Linked DNA regions of Anas platyrhynchos: region 1 is linked to region 2. The links are chromatin contacts, called in public Hi-C maps. All regions are on one chromosome and are shown on one strand. The core of a region is the stretch at or near the end of the contact, and the rest is flanking DNA. Distances in the headings are between cores, read along the strand shown. Region 1 holds the start of KYAT3 (kynurenine aminotransferase 3). Region 2 holds the start of ZNF326 (zinc finger protein 326).

What was found. Hi-C and Micro-C count contacts between places; a contact is called where the count stands out from the background.
Region 1: a Hi-C map of subcutaneous adipose tissue shows a contact between it and region 2, with 3 times the contacts expected there. The contact joins the promoter of KYAT3 here to the promoter of ZNF326 in region 2. A contact is called at or near these places in 2 of 8 Hi-C or Micro-C datasets (liver and subcutaneous adipose tissue).

The regions. Positions count from the first base shown.
Region 1 is chr8:23,346,799-23,349,741 of IASCAAS_PekinDuck_T2T, forward strand. It overlaps KYAT3 (kynurenine aminotransferase 3), which reads left to right and starts at 1,458. Exons shown (of 14, transcript XM_038183375.2): 1 at 1,458-1,673. All of the region lies in intron 1 of LRRC8B (leucine rich repeat containing 8 VRAC subunit B), which reads right to left.
Region 2 is chr8:23,197,872-23,200,905 of IASCAAS_PekinDuck_T2T, forward strand. It overlaps ZNF326 (zinc finger protein 326), which reads right to left and starts at 1,642. Exons shown (of 12, transcript XM_027463703.3): 1 at 1,345-1,642. The coding sequence starts at 1,627.

The DNA of each region.
Region 1 (2,943 bases), core at 208-2,707, 150 kb after region 2:
TAATAAATAGTGGTCAGACCAACAACTTTTTTTCTCTCAAGAACATAAGAGAACAAACATGCAAATTTCAATGAATTACGTGAAACCTACTGAAATTGAAATGGTTACTACGTAAAATACATGCTAGCATGAAACTCTGCGATAAGCACTGTTACCTAGCTACAACAGGATGTTTTAAAAACACTAGGGAAAACCCTTAAGAGAACTTGCAGCCTATCCTAACTCCTGGTTCTACACTGCAGCCCTTCTCCCTCCTGCTCTCTCTCCTACCACATCCCTCGCTGTGGTCAGCACCGCAGCTGCTGAAGAAAAGTCCTACTTGGGAGAACTCTTCCATTCCTCCCAGGGCCTGCTGAGCGAAGAAAATGCATACAATTTACGGAGACAATACATAATAAATTATATGAGTGATATATTGTAATGTTACATTACTTAAGCCTTGTGAGCTCTCTCCCTTCCCCCCCAAAAAAACTTTATGAGCGCAGACAAAACAGATAAGCAATCCTTTGACCAGTCGCCCTCCCTGCTAAGCAGGTACAGAGAGGAGACTTGTGAGACACGGGGAAGGGAGCGACGCCTTATCTTATCGCTTCAGCTAGCAGGCAGGGGAAGCCAGGAGTCAGCAGAACACGCCGCTGAAACGCCTGAAAACGCAAGTGAGCACGGAGCTCCCGGCTCGCTGCAGCGTTACCCAGGGCTGCTGCTTGACAGGACCGCACCAGGTGCTAAGGCGAGCACGGCGAGCGGAGCAGCACGGTTAACGGCAGCCTCCACGTAGACCCGAGCCCCGGGGAAGCCCGGTTCGGTGCTTTACCCCCCAGGCCCCGCAGCACGGGCTGACCGTCCCCCGGACACGCCGCCACCGGGCGCCAGGAGGGTTCCCCGGAGCAGCCGGGCCGGGCGGCAGCGCGGAGGCCGCGGCCAGGGCCCAGCGGAGCCCGGGGCGGGGCGGGGCAGGGGCAGGGGCAGGTGCCGCCGCCACACCTGGCCCTGGAGGCGGGCGCGCAGCGGTACCGGCACCGGGCGCGGCGCCTCCTCCCGGCCCCACCCGCACGGCGCCAGCCCCAGCCCCAGCCCCAGCCCCATTCCCCTGGGGCGAGCGGGAGGGCGCGGGGCCGCTCCCCGCAGGCCGTGGCGATGCGGCACCTGCCGGCGGCGGCTGCCCCGCGCTTACCTGGCCGCGCCGCCGAGCCTCGCCTCGCCTGGTCTCTCCTCTCCCCGAGCCGAGCCGCCCCGAGCCGTGCCCACCGCCAGCGCCCGTCAGCCCGCAGCGCAGCGCGAGGCACCGGCTGCAACCGGCGCTCCTCGGCTCCGGACCCGCCCCGCCGCGCGTCACCGCCCGCGCCGCCCAATGGGGCTTGCGGTCGGCGGGCCCGCTGACAGGCCGCGGGGCGGCGGCGGCCCGGGCGGACAAAGGCGGCGCCGCGCACCTGCGGCCCGGCCCGGCCTGAGGGCGGCTCGGCAGGCACCGGGCGGGAGGCTCGGCCGAGGGAAGGGCCCAGCCCCGGAGACCTCCCCGGGGCCCTGTGGGAGCACCCAGGCTCGTCCGGCACCGGTCCTGTCAGCGGGTCGGGTGCGCGCGGTGCCCGTCCTCCTGCTGAGCGGCACAGCCCAGCGCCGCGCTGCTGCGGAGCCAGACCCTACCGCGGCCGGTCAGGTCCAGCCCAAAGCAGGTAACGTTGTACAGAACTCCACAAGTATACACGCTTAAAAAAACAACCCACGCACCATAAGTTTTTTGACTTTCCTGCCTCACTTCCTCTTTCTCCAGCTGACAGTGCTATTCCCACCTTCAGCCCTGTCTGAAAAGCTGCTTCTGCAGGGCTAAATGCGAGAAAGCCTGCAAAAAGGGGCTGATTTCTACCCATATTCCTCTCAATACCTCAGCAAATGGGGTGTTTCTGCCTCTTCTTAGTCACACGCACAAACATCTCGATCTGCTCAAGAAATTTTCCTGCAATATTTTCATTCTTAGCCACCCCACTGCAAAAAATCTATTCAGAAACATATTTACAACATAATTATACTCCTTACATTCATTCTGCTACAATAATGTTTGTTAATTGTCTAGTCACCAGCTAGGAAAAAGGATCTATTTTCAAAATACTGCTTTTCCCCCATAAAATACCAAAACCCTTTTCCTCACAGGTATACAACCCCCCCTTCGTTTAAGCAGCACAGACTCTAGATTTTGTGGAAATAAATTGCAAATTGTATGGAGCACACAATTATCTATTATTATTCAACTTAAGGAAACTATTAAAATACAACATATTTCTGTGCAAAACAAGTTTTGGAACACAAACATTGCCGTTGAGCCAAAACTGAAACTACTTACAAATAAAAGTGAAACTGGTGTTTTAACCCAAACGTACAGACCTGCTAATGCAAATATGTATGTTGTAAAAAAAGCACACATTTGTTTTTCCAGTTTGCAGCCATATTGGTAGCTTAGTAGAGAATGTGTTTGTTTTGCATTTGTTTCAGGCTGATTGGTGTTACTTATGATGATACAATTTGATGAATAGTAATTTAATGTCAGAGGTGACAGTAGCGAGACATTTTCTGCAATTTATTCTCTAAGAAGCATTCTTAAAGTTTGGTAAGCATTAGCTAGGCCAGCCGTCTTCCTAAGAGACCCTTCTGTTTCTTGACCTGCCACCTTCATACCCTTCATGTATCTTGATTTCCACCATCAAGATAAATCATCTGCTCTGCTAGCATTTCCCTGATTAATGATTTCATCCATTTTCCCTTCTTGGAACTGTTTACCCTTTCTGTAAGCAAACTAAATAAAAGTATATCTTATTCTATAATTTTTATTTCTACTTACTTAAAATGAAATGTCTGTCTCTATGATCTGCCACGCTTTTCTTTTTTTGTCAGCAATAGGCTAGGAAGACAAATTAATATTTCATTAAATTATAAAACCAGGAACACTTT
Region 2 (3,034 bases), core at 392-2,891:
TTTCCACATAACAGCCACCAAGCGTATGAAGAGATCCAATAGCAAATATTTATTTGGTCACATTTGTAAATAAAGCTTAGGTACAGTTTATTGTAAGAGCTTTATATTGATACATCAACAACCTTTTGGTACTTGTTTGCATGCTGGCAAGAGATTTCAAAACATTTCTTGAGTCTTGCTAAGTTTATAGCCTTACCCATAAAATCCGTATTCTTTTCAGTTGCAGGTATTTTAATAGCGCATAAACAAAAGCTAACATTTGCTCTATCACGTTTATTTTTATGCTTTGTATATTCCTTCCCACACCCTTACTTAAAGTCAGTTACAAAAGAAAATCTAGGTTCTTCTTTTCCCATGCCTGCATGAGAGGGAAACATCCTCTGACCTTGTTTCTGCTGCTTTCTTTTCAATCTAAGCAGCATGAATTGAATATAGAAGAAAATATGAGAAATTTCCATGACAAAATAAAATACCGATGTATGCAAAGAGCAACATCGTAAGTGAAGCCTGCGCTCCCTCCCATCCCTGCTCCTCCGACACCTCATGGTTCTGCCTCGGACCGTGCAGGAGCTCACGTTGACATGCCCAAGGTGAGAAGGCAGCCTCACTCCCCACCAGTTACAACTCCTCCAGAACACAACACGTGCAGCCACACCGCGTTACGTACTTTCAACACCCCTTTTTAACATCTTTGGCAACACTGACTGCTCAGCCCCAACGCTTTTTTAGAGGTTAGACGTATTTATAGCTCATACCTGAGACTGACCCACTGGGCATGTTCACACCACAATGCATGGGGGTATCTGGGAACCTCCAATCTCTGTCTTCAGCTGGAGAGGATGGGTCAGTGAGAATGACTTAGTGCTTTGCGAGAGCTCGCGGGGAGACACCGGGAGCCGCGCCGACAGGCGGCTCTCGCTGCTGGCGGCTCTCCTGGCACGACCCCTCACGGAGCTCGCCCCGAGCTCCCCCCGGCCCTGCCCGCGCCGCCGCCGCCCCATCCCCCACCGCCGCCACCACCGCCGCCGCCGCCGCCTCCCCCTCGCCCCCCGCTCTCCCCGCGCCCCCCGGGCGCCTCAGCTCGCCCCCCGCCCCTCCCGCCCGCCCGCCCGCCCGCCCGGTCCCGGGAGGGCCCCTCGGGCCCCTCCGCGCTCCTCAGCCCTCCTCTGCCCTCCTCCCGCGCAGCCCGCCCGCCGCCGGCCGCCACCGCAGCTCCCCCGGCCCCGGAGGGGCGGCGAGGAGGAGGACGAGGAGGTGCGTGCGGGGAAGGGGGGGAGGTGGGGGGGGGCGCCCTGCACGCAGCGAGGCGGCCGCGGCCATGCGGGGCGGCGGCCGGGCGCTCACCTTCCCCGTAGTCCATGATGGCGGCGGGCCCCGCTCCCGGCGGCTGGCGGCCGCGGCTGGCAATGGCGCCCTCCGCCACAACGCGGCCAGGCGGAGCCTGCGCGCCGCCGGGGAGCGCGCCGATTGGCCCGGCTGCCGCGTCACGTGAGCGGCGCGGCCCGAAGGGAGAAAGGGGCCGCGGCCGCCCCAAGCGCCGGCGCCCGGTGCCCGGATCGGCGGGGTCATGAGGAGGGAGGCTGCGCGGCGGCCATGTTAGGTGCTGGCAGCCGCCATTTTGCGTCATGGCAGTGGGCCTTATCTCGCTTGAAGGCGCCGCGGGGTTATCAGCGGTGGAACAGCCGCGTCCTCGCCGCGCCTTCTGTAGTCCCAACGCTCTCTGTCGTCCCACACGCCCTTTGGCCCCAGTGAAAGCAAAAACAGCAAACTCTGCCCTCGGTACACGAGGACCACAACGTGCCCTTACCCTGAGCTGGAGGCCAGGCGGTGCTTGGCAGGGGCGAGTCCCCGCGGCGAGGAGCCTCGTCCCGTGCCAGCCCAGCACAGGGGCTGCTGCTGCTGTGTGCGAGTATGCGGCTGTGCCCATCTCCTGCATGGCTGTGTTAGGGCAGCAGCTTGGTGGCGGTACGCAGAGGAGTTACTTGCACTGCCCCCTCCTCAAAGCTGCTGACATGGCAGCACTGCCCTCGTGCCCCCACGGCCCTTTGGGCTGCCTCGGGGCCTTGCCAGGAGGAGCACTGCAGGTAGCTAGGAATAGGCCTCGATATTCACTCTTCCCCCCAAAAATAGCAAACGCACATAATCCTGTGTTGAAGTATAGCCTCCCTGTGACAGTCCCCTTCCATGAACCTCCCATTAACACCAATTCATCCATGAATCCCAGGACAAGCTATTTTAGTTTCTGTAACAGGCCACGTTGAAGAGGTAAAACAGGCTAAAGGTAAACACAGGCTTCATTCAATTCAAGCTAGTTGTAAGACACCACTTTTCTCCTCCCGTAGCCAAACGTTTGAGAGAAAAACAAACAAAAACATACATCATGCAACAAAAAGCAAAGACCTTTGTGAGACTCACATGCTGAGAAATGTTTCATTCCTTGTTTCTTAATATTTTATACATTCCTGAATGGGGGGGGGAGGGGGGAAGGGGAGGAGTATGTGAGAGAGCAGCAATGAGCAGATCGGACAGAAAAGCTAGGGCGTTGTCTCTGAGGACGAGCTAGAGACACACCTTCTGGTTGTAATGGTGGCCAAAGTCACTATCTCTTGATTTTTGGTTTTGTCAGGGAAACAGGACTTCACTTTTCAGTAGCTAACAGGCTTGAATCAAAAACTGACAATTTCTCTACATCTGAAAAGTAATAAAAACCCCATTGTGGGAAAGGAAGGTTTGACTAACCTAGGTCCAGAGTCCAAGCTTTTTATTAAGCTAAAACCTGAGTCTGACACAGCAGTCAGACGTTTTCCCTCCCCAAGCTCTGGATGGCAGCAGATGCGAATATACTTGAGCCACAGACTTTGGATACAGCTGAGCGAAAAGCACTGTAGCCTGTAGATTTCCCTGTTGAGCTCTCCTCTGCTAAACCTCGTCTCCTGTTTCTCTCTCAGCATCACCAGAGAAATACACACAGAGAAAATGGTTATTCCCTGCCAAAGGGAAGCTTTCCTCCAGCCTCACCACTGACTTCTCAGCC